Linked DNA regions of Rattus norvegicus: region 2 is linked to region 1. A link is a contact called in public Hi-C data. All regions are on one chromosome and are shown on one strand. The core of a region is the stretch at or near the end of the contact, and the rest is flanking DNA. Distances in the headings are between cores, read along the strand shown. Region 1 holds the start of Gltpd2 (glycolipid transfer protein domain containing 2). Region 2 holds the start of Zfp3 (zinc finger protein 3).

Region 1 (7,373 bases), core at 2,159-4,658:
GGCACCACCCACAGCAGTCTGGTCTCTCCCCCATCAATCAGTAATTAAGAAAATGTCCTACAGGTTTACCTGCAGCCATATCTTATGGAGACATTTTCTTAATTGAGGTTCCCTCCTGTTAGATAACTTTAGCTCATGTCAAGTTGGCAGACAATCCAACACAGTAGCCCAGGCTGACCTTGAATTGTCCACCATCCTCCTGCCTCAGTCCTAGGATTATCAGCATGGGTCACCACATCCTTTGAGACAGGAATAATTTTAAGACTTTATGGACAGGGACTGAGGTGGCTGCTCTTCTTCTGCTTCTTGTATTCTTTAAGACAGAAGAAATGCCATTCACTATGTAGCCAAGGCTGGCCTGGGACTCTTGATCTTCTGCATTGGCTGCCTGAGTTCTGGTATTATATCCCCTTTACCTTGCCTTACTTAATAGTCTTGAATCTTTTCCCAGAATGCCTTTCCTTCTTTGACCAGCAGATGGACCCCTAATTCACAAAACAAGAAAACAAAACTTGGCTAAATTTGTTAGGGGGCACCACCCCTGATCTGCTGACCTCATACACATTCCTCTGTTTCTTTAACGCATATTTATTTACAAGGCATTTGGTTTAAGAAATATTCTAGGGCTGGTGTGATGGCTCAGTGGTTTAAGAGCACTGACTGCTATGAGTTCAATTCCCAGCAGCCACATGGTGGCTCACAACCATCTGTAATTGGATCTGATGCCCTCTTCTGGTGTGTGACTGAAGACAGTAACAATGTACTCATATAAATAAAAATAAATAAATAACATTTTTTAAAAAAGAAGAAATATTCTAAATGCCGACAAATGGCCAAAGAAAGTAAGGTGCCCGGCCAGGCCTAGTGGCTCAAGTCTGCCTATGATCACAGGGGCTCAAATAGCTAAGTCAGAGGATAGAAAGTTCAAAATCAGCCTGGGATATAGGGCATGATAATGCACGCCTTTAATCCCAGCACTCAGGAAGTAGAAGCAGGCAGATCTGTGAGTTTGAGGCCAGCCTGATGTATATAGTGAGTTCCAGGACAGCCAGGGATATGTAGAGAGACTCCGTCTCAACAAACAAACAAGTAAGTTAAGTAAGTGAATGAATGAATGAATGAATGAATGAATGAATAAAAGAAACTGGGGCTATGTAAAGAGATCCTGTCTCAAACAAACAAACAAACAAACAAACAAATAAATAAAATGAGTCAACCTGAACAGTTTAGATCCTGTCTTGAGAATAAAAAGGGGAAGGAGGAAAGGTGGGGTTTGATGACACTTACAACCCAATGCATCCATAAAGTCATGGATTCAATCCTCAAAGTACACAGAGGGAGAAAGTACCTGTCTTCACCACAGCTCACACTCCAGCACACAGGCGCACACACACACACACCACACACACAGAGAGAGACACACACACCACACACACACACACAGACACACACCACACGCCACACACAGAGACACACTACACACACACACACAGACACACACACACCACACACACACAGACACACACACACCACACACAGACACACACCACACACAGACACACACACACACACACACACACAACACACACGGTATTGGGACTGAACCTACAGTCTTGCACATTGTACGAAGACACTCTACTCTGAACTATATCCCTAACCCATTTTATACTTTTTTCTTAATTTTTCACAGAACAAGGCTTGATTTTTATTTATTTATTTATTTTTTTGGTTCTTTTTTTTCGGAGCTGGGGACCGAACCCAGGGCCTTGCGCTTCCTAGGCAAGCACTCTACCACTGAGCTAAATCCCCAACCCCGATTTTTATTATTTTAAAAAGCTTGATATTTATTTTTCTGACTCTGTATTTGTGCCTTCAAAACTTACACACTGGTTTTCTGCTCCTCAATAAGGAAAATGCACTAGAACCTGTCATGGACACATTTAGCACAAGTGGGATCACCATATACACTGCTACAGTTTTGTTGTTTTAGGCAATGTCACAGGGACTTTAGATCTCAGAGCACAAACTCCTCGAAGTCAGCCTGGGCATGCGCCTTATGTGGATTTTGGTGCTTTCCTAAGTTTCTTTGAATAAAGATTAACAATTCTGTTACAAGGGTTCTGGATAGACATTTTTTGTTAAGAGTCTGTATTACAGGGTTGGGGATTTAGCTCAGTGGTAGAGCGCTTGCCTAGCAAGCGCAAGGCCCTGGGTTCGGTCCCCAGCTCCGAAAAAAAAAAAAGAGTCTGTATTACAGACAATGCTATACCAAATACTGGGCTGTGCTGAGCACCTCTAAACATTATTACTGGAGTTGAAATGGTCTTTTTTATAAAAATGTTTAAGACAGAGTCTAGATAAGTTACCCAGGCTGGCCTTGAACTTTTAATATTCCTACTCCAGCCTCCCAAATACCTAAGGTTACATGGGCTACTGTGGCCAGCTATGAGAATGCTTTTGTATTCTGGGGGGCGGGGGTCTACCATGGGAAAGTAACGATTGAGTTAATGAATGAAAGCTAATGTGAAGCTCAAAAAAATTAAATCATGACATCTAAGAATCGCTGAAGGGAGACCTCAGACTCAAATAGTATGCAAGGGCAAAGAGCGTTTATTCTGCAGAAATTACCGGCACGCAGGGGCCACGACAAAATGGCAACAACTTGAGGAGCTTGCGAGGTCCCCTTTTAGGCAGGTCTAGGGCAATTTTCCAGAAGGATTAGGTAACCTCTAACATGATTGGTAGGGCTCACAGTAGTAACATTAGTACCGTTTTCATTGGTTGCTGTTAGTTCTGCTATAATTGGTGAGACCTTGAGGAATTTTGGAAACCGGCTCAGTTCTGGCCTTGTTATCTCCTCCAGCTCGGTGTGTCCAGGAGCTGACTCAGCTCCCAACTATCCTACCTAAGTCAGGGCATCGTTGACTCAAGGCTCTTGGTCAGTGGCTCCCTCTGAGAAGCCCGGTATGCTTCCTGGGGAATTGCAATTTTTACTCCCAAGGTTTCAGGACCTCTCAGTAAGAATGTAAAAGAAGAGAGTCTAATGCCCCATCACCTTGCCTTAACCAGGAAGATGTGTTGGGCAACTGTGATCAGCTTTCCACTTGGAATGTTTTCACAGGGGTTAACACTTGATCCTCACATGAGACTTACAAAGACTCATTATCCGCAGTTTACAGTGGATTGGTGCCCAGAGTTTAAGTAGAACTCACAAGAGGCCACCTCTTACTACAAGCTAGCCCCACAGGTAAAGGCAATGCAGAGACCGGTCACACACTATGTCCCCCAAATCTTCATTAGGTCTCTCACCCCAGGATCTGACCTCTAGGGCAAAGGACACAGGGGAGGGGGCCTTAATAGATTAATTATTAACCCTCTGCACCTCTGGACACCACGGGAAGAGAAAGGCCACCACCTAGCTAGGTGAGGTGTGCCAGCATGGTCCTGGGGGTCTCACTGTCCCCAGCCCTGGGACGCTGGTTCCGCCATGCAATCCCTTTCGCTATCTTCACGCTGTTACTTCTTTATATCAGTGTATGGCTCTTCCATGAGTGGCCCTTTGAGTTGCCAGCTCAAAGAACTCAGCAGTCCGGCCTGTGGGAACTCAAGCTCTCTTCTCCTTCTCCAGCCCTCACCTCTCTGCTTCCTGTCACCTCAGGTGTTTTACCAGGCTGCAGGCCTGGGGTGCAGTCCTGCAATCCAGAGAGAGCGCTACCTTCCCAGGTATGTTTGAGTTTTAAGGCCAGAGTCTGGGGACTCTCGAACAAGGAAACTGGGGAACCAGACTGAGAATCTAATGATAGGAGGCTCTCTTTTCCCTTCCCCCTTCAGACGCGAAGAAAAACCAGGAGGAACCCCAGCTAAGTAGGCTTAGCAGGCTAGGAACTTTTCATGTATCTCTTATATCTATCTCCCAGATTGGCCCAGCATTGAGACCCCTAGTGGTCCCAGAGAAGGAAGAACCTCCCTGTCTGAGGCCTCATGGGTTGCTGGGTCGCATGGTGAGCCCTTTCCTGGCCTGTATGAGCCCTGAAGGCGATGTGGAGTTATCTCAGTATCTGGCAGGTTGGCGAGAACTACTTAGGTGAGTGGTCTCCCTCCCCCAAGCCCATCTTCTCCGAAATAATTCTATGCTCTTTCTCAAGTCATCTCCCCACTTCACTACCAAACAGGCTCCTAACCCCCCTTGGCTCTGTCTTCGCCTTTGCCACCAGCGAGGCCTCCAACAAGGTGACCGCCCTCGAGGCTCATGTGCACGGCCCTGATGCTTCACATTATACATCGCTGGTGACTATGGCGACGTGGGAACGGCGAGCAGTATTGCTAGAGCGTCCGGGGACCACACCCCGGCACCTAGCGAGGCCCTCCGGCTCTCAAACGCTGCTTTTGCTGCACCGCGCGTTGCGCTGGTCCCAGCTCTGCCTCCATAGGGTGGCGACTGGGAAGCTCGGAGGTCCAGAGGCTGGCGCGCAGTGTAGGGACGCCTACAGCACCGCCCTAGCCCCGTACCATCCATGGCTTATCCGTCAGGCCGCTCGCCTGGCGATCCTGACCCTCCCGAGCCGCAGTCGCTTGCTCCAGCTGGCGTGTCCTGGAACCGGAGAGGCGGACGCGCGGGTTGCTCTGGCCCGGGCCGCCCGCGTCCTGGAGGATGTGTACAATCGTACCCAGGGCCTCCTGGCCAGCCACGGCCTGCTTCAGCTGGCTTGATACCGCGACGACCTGAGACTGAACAGGAAGGCTTTTCTGGGGTGGGATCTAGGTACTCATAGTTACGGGCGGCTTGGATAGTGGTCCTCCTCCGTGACGTCACCACAATTAAGGCCCGCCCCCAACAGGGCGGCCCAAGTTAATGTACGAGGGCCTTTCATCTTCAACCTTGGGAAGCTGGAAGAAGCAATGAAGAATAAAGAATTCTGGAGCGATGGCTCAGCGGTTAAGAGCACTGATTGCCGGGCTGGGGATTTAGCTCAGTGGTAGAGCGCTTACCTAGGAAGCGCAAGGCCCTGGGTTCGGTCCCCAGCTCCGAAAAAAAGAACCAAAAAAAAAAAAAAAAAAAAAAAAAGCACTGATTGCTCTTCCAGGGGTCCTGAGTTCAAATCCCAGCAACCACATGGTGGCTCACAACCATCTGTAATGGAATCTAATGCCCTCTTCTGGTGTGTCTGGAGACAGCAACGGTGTACTCATACATAAAATAAATCTTGAAAAAAACTAAAAAAAGAAAGAGAAAGAAAATGTTTAAAAAAAGAATTTTCTAATAACTGTCGGCATTCGGCGTTGTGTATGGTGACTGTAGAGCTAGCTTAAGGGGGAGGAATGTGGGAATATGCCTGTTCTCTGTGTCTGAAAGCCTCATGTTCCCCTTGCTCGTTTCAGCTGCTCCACGGCTTCAGTTGCCAGCTCTATCCCAAGTCTCAGTCCAGATCTGCCCTCCACACAGCCAACGCAGCATGTCCGGCCTGAATTCTACCTTCCTCCACCAGAAGTGCATTTCCTTCTGCGTTCTGCTCCAACCTAAAGCCTCTCACCATCAGGCACTCCTCCACAAGTTTATGTGAAAGAAAGAAACCATTTCCTAGACTAACTCCCAAATTGTACCTCAAATCGACTTTCTTCTGAACTCCAGAACGCTATGTATCAATGGGATATTTGGCATTTCCATTTGGATGTCAACTAGGCATAGCACACCTGACAGGTTCAGACTGAGTTTCTAATGCTTTGTTCTAAAATATTACCTTCATTGTCACATTAGCTCAGTAAGGAATTCTATTTTCCAGGTCCTCAGATCCAAAATCTTGTTAAACTGACTCTCCCCATACCAACAATGAATCTATGGAAATCTGACTACTCCCCACATTTCCCAAGTTTCATTGTCTAAATGAGTCTTATGTATCTTCTGGATTATCTTTTCCTTTCTTACAATTGCACTGTCACTGAACTACAAAAAACGGTGATTCTTTTGTTTGTTTGCTTTTTTGGTTTTGTTTGTTTGTTTGTTTGTTTTGTTTTATTTTGGTTTTTTTTTTTACACTGAGTTTTTTTGTTTTTTTTTTCTTGTGTAGCCCCAGATGTCTTGGAACTTGCTTTGCGGACCAGGCTGGTCTTGAACTCACAGAGATGTGTCTGCCTCTGCCTCCTGAGTGCTGAGATTAAAGGCATGTGCCACCACTTCCCAGCAAAAGGTGATTCTTTTTTTTTTTTAAGATTTATCTATTTTTAATGTATGAGTACACTGTAGCTGTCTTCATGCGCACCAGAAGAAGGCATCAGATCCCATTACAGATGGTTGTAAGCCACCATGTGGTTGTTGGGAATTGAACTCAGAACCTTAGGAAGAGCAGTCAGTGCTCTTAACCACTGAACCATCTCTCCAGCCCCAAGGTGATTCTTTAAGATGTCAACATTGGGGGCTAGAGAAATGGCTTAGCCAGTAAAGTACTTGAGGTGAGAACCAGGGTTAGGATCCTCATCACCCACATAAAAGTAGTGTGGGCACCTGGCGTGGTGGTCCATGCCTTTAATCCCAGCATTCGAAGGCAGAAAGAAGCTGTCAGATCTCTGTGAGTTCCAGGCCAGCCAGAGTTATGTAGTGAGTCCTTGTCTGGAAAACAAAATAAAACAAACAAAACAAAAAGCAGAGTAGGGCATAGCAACCTACCAGCAAAAGGAATGTAGAGGAAAGAGGATCAGGAGTTCAAAGCCAGCCTGGGCTACATATCAAGTTTGAGACGTAATGAGATCCTTTAAGACGAACAAAAACCAGAAAAGCCATGCCTGGTAGTTTGTAATCTCAGCTTCTTGGGAGGCTCATATAAGAGTTCAACAAGCCTGTGCTGGCCTAGGACAGTACCTGGCTAGGCTACATTAGTTCAGGGCTAGCTTTCGAAGTCTAGGGATTCCTTGCCTCAAAATAAAAAAAAATTAAATTAAATTAAATTAAAAAAAAGTCAAAAGGGCTGGAGAGATGGCTCAGTGGTTAAGAGCACTGACTGCTCTTCCGGAGGTCCTGAGTTCAAATCCCAGCAACCACATGGTGGCTCACAACCATCTTAATGAGATCTGATGCCCTCTTGTGGTGTGTCTGAAGACAGCTACAGTGTACTTATGTGTAATAAATAAATAAATCTTTTTTTTTTTTTTTGGTTCTTTTTTTCAGAGCTGGGGACCGAACCCAGGGCCTTGCGCTTCCAAGGCAAGCGCTCTACCACTGAGCTAAATCCCCAACCCCTATAAATAAATCTTTAAAAAAAAAAAGTCGGGGCTGGGGATTTAGCTCAGTGGTAGAGCGCTTACCTAGGAAGCGCAAGACCCTGGGTTCGGTCCCCAGCTCCGAAAAAAAGAACCAAAAAAAAAAAAAAAAAAAAAGTCAA
Region 2 (7,054 bases), core at 1,013-3,512, 240 kb after region 1:
TTGAATGTTTGTAATGAGACGTCCTAGTGGGAGCTTGGAAAACAGTGCTGATGACTCTTCAGACTGTGGAGGCCCAGCTCAAGGGGTCTCACAGAGCAGCAACGTTAAGCAAGTGGACTAGAGACTTATATTTTTGGCAAAAAATTAATGTTGCTGCCTTCTGTGCACGACAGGAGTTTTCAAGGCAGCCTAGTACTGTATCTGTCCTGTGGTTAGAAAGAACTCTTTTATGTGGATTACAATGAAAAACAGCAAATGGGGCAGACAGTTTTTTAAAAACGTACAATTTGAAGAGGAAAAACATGAGTAACAGGAAACATAAAGTTACACCCAATTCTTGTACTGAGAGAGATAATGAAATTAAGGAGACCCATTGTCTGCACTGAGCAAGACCCCTCTGGTGAAGCTTCCAATTTGTAAATAAAAAAGATCTGAGGATTTTTTTCTCTTTCTGTTCCTAGACAGGAACGGCAAACAAATTCTGCTGCAGATGTGACTAAGTGGGCCACCATCCATCCCAAGCTGGCAGTTGAAGTTGGCAGTGTCATCCCCATGGCGCTGACTTTAAGGTCATGAAGACCTGAGTAAAGCGGCCATGGGAACTTCCTCTGTGGTTTCAAAGAGCTGCTGAGGCTGGTGTAAGGCAGAATAGTCCCTGTGTAGGCCCTGAAGCCCACTGTGTGAAGCTGTGAAAGTGAAGCCTGCATTGTGTTGGAAACCCCATGCTGTTAGGGAGGCCAGGGAGAAGAGAACTGGGCAAGGAGAGCTGCATCTTGCAGTCAGCAGAGCTGGAGGGGCAGGACAGCCTCCTTTTATACCAGAAACAGAGCTAGAGAAGTTGGTGCTTTCTTGTTTTGGTTCAGTTATTTCTTCCCGGTGCCCCCATCTCTCCCTTTGGGATTAGTCATGTGTATTCTGTACTAGGATATGTTAAAGCATTGGGATTACAGTACTGGGGGTTGAATTTAAGGCCTACCTAGCACATTCTAGGCAAGTGTTCTACCTCTGAGCTATACCTTAGCCTCCTCTGCCTTTTCTCTGTTCAGATCTCCTTGTTCGGGCCTATTTCTTTCTTCTTTTATTTTATACACACCAGAAGAGGGCACCAAGATCACACTACAGATGGTTGTGAGCCACATCTGTTGCTGGGAACTGAACTCAGGACCTCTGGAAGAGCAGTCAGTGCTCTTAACCGCTGAGCCATCTCGACAGCCTGTTCAGGCCTATTTCAGAGACCATTACTTCAGAAAAGACCAGATTCCTCACAATGTCGTCCCAAACTGCACTACTCTTCCCTGATAGCAACTGTAAGAACAGTAAGGAAGTACTGTTCAGTTCTGTTTCTATGTAATATTCACCTCTGGACCAGTTAGAAGGAAGGATCATGTGATTAGTCAAGCCAGGGCCACCACTGTGCCCCAAAGGTGGGAGCTAGCGTCCATGTTTGCCTAACTGCAGACTATTGTGATATATGTCCAGTACATGGCCCTCAAAAAGGAAATCGATCACCTTGAGTTCAGCATTGAGACAAGGTATGAGGGTTCAGAGTCCCTCAGGCTAGCCTGTCTTACACCAATACCTTTGATTGGCAGCCCTACTATCTGCAACAACCTATAATTTTAGTTGACTCTGTTTAAATGCTCATATTAGAGTTGGGTGTTAAGTTAGGATGTTATCGAAGTGAAGAGACACCATGACCACTGCAACTCTTAAAAAGGAAGACATTTAATTAGGGCTGGCTTACAGTTCGGAGGTTTAGTCCATTATGATCATGGTAGAAAACATGGTAGCCTGTAGGTAGACAAGGTGCTAGAGAGGTAGCTGAGAGTTTTCTATATGTGATCACAGGCAGTAGGAAGAGACTGTGACACACCACCCAGGTTTGGGCTTGAGACCTCTAAGCTGGCCTCCAGTGACACAATTCCTCCAACTAGGCCACACCTACTCCAACAAGGCCACACCTCCTAATAGTGCCACTCCCTATGGGCCTATGAGGGCCATTTTTATTTAAACCATCACAAGTATATCATTTTAGGCCTCTAATCCCAACACCTGGGAGTAGAGGCAGGAGGACTGCCTTAAATTCGAGGCTAGGTTGAACTATTAATACACAATTAATTCAAGACCAGTCCTAGATGCAGAATAGGACGCTGCCTCAACCTCCCCACACACAGAGGTCTATTTCACTGGGCATGGTCACTCATTTCAGCACTTGGAAGGCTGAGGCAGGAGGATCACCACATTCATAGTCACATACGTGCTGTACTAAAAGATCAAATTTATTCAAGAAGACAGGAAGGCCAGCAAATAATGCAGTTCCTATTGCCTGAACAGGCTACGGAAATCACACTCGATCTTGAGATTTTTGTCAAAGCATCACTCCCTGAAGCCTTCCTAACCTCAAAGCAGGTCTCCCCCCTCGCTCCTAGAAGATGACATGCGCACCCTAAATCTAGGGTCCTCGGTTGACAGACTCTTGGAAAGTGGTAGGGAAGGCACAAATACCGCTGCTCAACACGTCCCCGCGGGAAGAGTTGCGGAGCTTCAAGTTTTCCAGCCCACGGAAACGCCAGGGGCGCGCAGAGCGGCTGCTGCGGGGCGGAAGTGCATTCCCGGAGCCGTTCTAGGAAACCGGGAGGACCCTGTGCGTCAGTGGTCCGGGGACGCAGTGGGTTTCGCAAGGTGCACCGGGACATTCTCGTAAGCCGACCACCCCTGCCCGGCCCGGCGAAGATGAAGTGAATTAGGGCGAGAGCAGCAGACGGGAAAGCTGGGACGGGTATGGAGGTGTGGACCCGATGGCCACCTGTTCCTCCCGCGAGTGGGACTCTCTCGGATTGGCCGCAGTGCCGCCCGGCACCGGAAGTGGCCGGTGTGGGTCGCCCGTGACACCAGACGACAGCTGCGGTTCTGTGCGCGCCGCGGTGCAGCGCCCCAGGCCCAGTGGAGTGAGCGTGGGCGGCATCCGCCAGCGGTGAGGCCTCTTTGGTTCCGTCATGCCCGGGGGAGGAGGGCGTGGGGCTCCCAGCTTGGAGCTGGAGTCCTGACTGTAGGCTCGCCCCTGACTGGGGTTTGCTGTACGACCTTGGACTTTATAGCACCCGGGGCTCCTACTCATTTGCACACGGAGAGGGTGGAGCCTGGGCACTGTCAGGAACGATACTAATTCTGCTTCCAGGCCTTGTCAGCCAGGGAAACTGGAGAAGCAGGGTCCAATATGGGCATGCCTACGACTTACGCCTATTCTCTCTCTCTCTCTCTCTCTCTCTCACACACACACACACACACACACACACACACACACACACACACACACACACACACACATTCATATATTCTCTCTCTCTCTCTCTCTCTCTCTCTCTCTCTCTCTCTCTCTCTCGCCCCCCTTTGGTATTGCATTCCGTAAGTATACTGCTAGAATGAGTAGCCCTCGTGACATGTTGTGACCTGTGCCGGCAGGCAGAACATTGTCTTATTAAGGTTAAAGAAAGACGATAGAATTGACTAAAGAGACGGCTCAGCAGTACTTGCCGCTCTTTCAGAGGACCCCGGTTTGGTTCCTAGCACTCCTCATATCATCTGTAACTCATGTGCATACACATCTGTAACTCATGGAGCAACACACATCTACACATAATTAAGAGTAATAACAATCATAAAGGAGACTGAATTGAGCACAGAATTGACGAAGTTCCCTTGATTCCGGGTACCAGAGAAGGAAAATAATAATGTCTTGGGAGAAAGAACTTTTTCTTTTCCTTTTTTTTTTTTTTTTTCGGAGCTGGGGACCGAACCCAGGGCCTTGCGCTTGCTAGGCAATCGCTCTACCACTGAGCTAAATCCCCAACCCCCGAGAAAGAACTTTTGTTGTTTTAGTTTGATTTTTTTTGAGATAGGGTCTTGCTGCATATCTCTGGCTAGTCTAGAGCTCACTATGTAGATCAGGTTGACCTCAGACTTTCAGAGATCCACGTGCTTCTGTTTTCCATGTGCTGGGATTAATGGTTTGTGCCACTATGCCCGGCTAAGAACTTATTCTTATATAAAAAAGCAATATCAGACACTGCCCTGGTCTCTTTAGGGACAATGATGAATGGAAACTCCAGTTAACCTTCAAAACAGCTGCAGACTTGTCACCCAGATAGCACACAAACCTCACTTAATATTTACCAGGTATCAGAAATGTGCTAAGCACTGAAATTAACAAGATGAGTAGAACATCATCCTTGTTCATGGTCTAGAGTAGTGCAACTCCTCTGAGAGCTGAGTGTCCCTGTTATAGGGTTGCCTAAGACCATTGGAAAACACAGATCTATACATTATCATTCATAGCGGCAAAATTATAATTATGAGGTAGCAATGAAAATAATTTTATGGTCGGGGTTCACCACAACATGTGTATTATAGGGTCGAAGTGGCATTAGGAAGGTTGAGAACCTCTGCTCTAGAGAAAAGCAAATGCATAATACGGTGGCATATTGTCTGTATGAAGAAGTAACACTTGTTGGGGCCTGCAGGTCAGAAGGAGGATGGAGGGGGGCTGCCCACATCAGCTGCATCTCGATGTTTGCTAAGTGCACAGGTGAGCAGCAGTATTCCAGGAAGTGAGAATGGTTTCTTTGCAAAGGCAGAGACATTTTAAAGAATAGACAGTGTTTGGCCTGCAGGATACTGAGCACACCTGCACCTGCTAGTTGTTGTTGGGGAATGTGAGGTGGGATGTGGGGAAAGGAAACAGGCTTGATTAGGAGAGCATTGTGAGCCGTAGGAAATAATTCATTCTGGAAGCTTCGAAAAGCATAACAAACAGGAAGTAACATGGAAACTGTAGTTAAGGAAAGGTGAGAAAGGGACTAGGGGAAAACCCGGCTTCGGAGGACCAAGGGCTCCTTCCTGCAGATGTTAGTGAGGACTTCCGGAGGAGGTGGGCCTTGTGCCAGATGAGTAATGGAATTTGGTTCACCCTGGCTCAAAAATATGCAGTTTTCATTAGCTGCTGTTCGTTAGCAGGTGTGCCCATCAGAACTTTCCGAATGAGGTTTCCGAGACTTTTCTCCTCCAGTGCTTTGCTAAGACAAGTCCAGGTTTGCAGAGTTGAGGACCCTATCCTAAGCTGTAGAGACCAGGTAGAGGTCTGCCTGTCATCCCCCAACATGAAAACCGACTGCTTTCAGCCTCCCTCCTCCATCTTCAGGAATAGCTCATGATTTAGCAAAGAGATGGGAAATGCTTGGGGAATATGCATTTAGGCCCTGGGGGCTTCTATATGAGAATGAGGGCTCATGTGTGGCTTTATTTCTAAGACCCTCTATATGAGTGGAGAGTGGCTCTGATTTCTATGTGAGAGGACACCTAGAAATTACACTCATTATATTCACTGGCAGAATACAAAGTAAATATAATAATGCGGAAGACTGAATTTGAGTCCCTTCCCCTTCGTTAGTTTTGTTTGTTTGTGATAGGGGCTCATTGTAGCTCAGACTGGCTTCAAACTTGTGACTTTTCTGCCTTAGCCTCCTGAATTCTAGGATTACAGATATGGGGTACCACACCCAGCTCCCATATCTTTTATTGTCTTGTTTTACTCTGATTAAGTGATTTTCCATATCTTGTGCAGGTATAGATTTCCCAAGTGCTGACTTCCTTTAAAACAAAACAAACAAACAAACTCTAGAAGGTGCTGAGCTAGGCATGACACTGATGTCTGTAATCCCAGGCACTCAGGTACTCTGGGGGGGCTGAAGCAGCAGCATTGTGAGTTGGGGGGCCAGCTTTGGAAACTTAGTGGAGTTTGTCTCAAATAACATAAAAAATAAACAGGGTGTGATGACACGTGCATTTAATCCCAGTACTTGGGAGGCAGAGGCAGGTAGATCTTTATGTTACAGGCCAGCCTGGTCTACATACAGAGTTCTAGGCCAGCTGGGACTATGTACTGAGACCCTGTCTCAAAACAAAGGAAGGGCTAGAAGTACAGCTTAGTTGTTGAGTCTTGGATTTGATCTTCAGAACTCTTAGGAGAAAAAAAATCCATCAAGACCAAAACTGTAAGATAAGCAACTAGAGAAGACCTGAAGATTTGAAAAGGAAGGTCAGAGGGAGGTGGGAAGTCCATAGATACTGAAATACCAGCTCCTGAAAACTTCTTGGTTGAGTATTTGAGTGACATTCACTTGTGGCAAGAATAATTCTCTTCTATTTTTATTTCACACAGCATCCTGAATGTAATCCAGACTGGCTTCAATCATGTGCCTTCTGCCTCATCCCCTTAAACGCTGAGATTAAAGACACTAGGAGGGAATTTCTGTAAGACAGTGCTTCCAGAATGGAATGATGCCAAGGATAGAGAAGACAGCCAAAATCTTAGCATGGCTGTGGGCCTTTAACCCCAGTGCTCAGGAGGTAGAGACAGGCCATCTCTGCAAATTTAAAGGCATCTTGTGAGTTTTAGGCCAGCCAGACTTGCATAGTTCCAAAAAAAGATAGCCACAACTCCATAATCTATCCTTATAGTTACACAGATTTTGACAGGAAAGAGAGAGAGAGAGAGAGAGAGAGAGAGAGAGAGAGAGAGAGAGAGATCTAGCTTTGGGGGTCTTTCCTTGCTCCATGGGAAAATATGAGAAGATGCTGGGGGCTTGTAGCTCACTTTGAGGGAGACAACAAAGAGGTTCCTAGGCTTCAGGGTTCCAGTAGAGATCAAGTTCTTTTTTTTTTCTTTTTTTTTTAACTTGAGTATTTCTTATTTACATTTCGAGTGTTATTCCCTTTCCCTGTTTCCAGGCCAACATCCCCCTAATCCCTCCCCCTCCCCTTCTTTATGGGTGTTTCCCTCCCCCTCCTCCCCCCTTGCCGCCCTCCCCGCAACAGTCTAGTTCACTGGGGGTTCAGTCTTAGCAGGACCCAGGGCTTCCCCTTCCACTGGTGCTCTTACTAGGATATTCATTGCTACCTATGAGGTCAGAGTCCAGGGTCAGTCCATGTATAGTCTTTAGGTAGTGGCTTAGTCCCTGGAAGCTCTGGTTGCTTGGCATTGTTGTTCATATGGGGT

What was found. Hi-C and Micro-C count contacts between places; a contact is called where the count stands out from the background.
Region 2: a contact with region 1 is called in a Hi-C map of liver, with 3 times the contacts expected there. The contact joins the promoter of Zfp3 here to the promoter of Gltpd2 in region 1. A contact is called at or near these places in 9 of 12 Hi-C or Micro-C datasets (the A7r5 cell line, the Rat2 cell line, Schwann cells and 5 more).

Annotation. Positions count from the first base shown.
Region 1 is chr10:55,728,791-55,736,163 of GRCr8, forward strand. It overlaps Gltpd2 (glycolipid transfer protein domain containing 2), which reads left to right and starts at 3,409. Exons shown (of 3, transcript NM_001115030.1): 1 at 3,409-3,723; 2 at 3,918-4,084; 3 at 4,173-5,065. The coding sequence starts at 3,439. The coding sequence ends at 4,710. It also overlaps a transcript of Vmo1 not described here.
Region 2 is chr10:55,974,765-55,981,818 of GRCr8, forward strand. Zfp3 (zinc finger protein 3) reads left to right here and starts at 2,263. Exons shown (of 2, transcript NM_001109034.1): 1 at 2,263-2,974.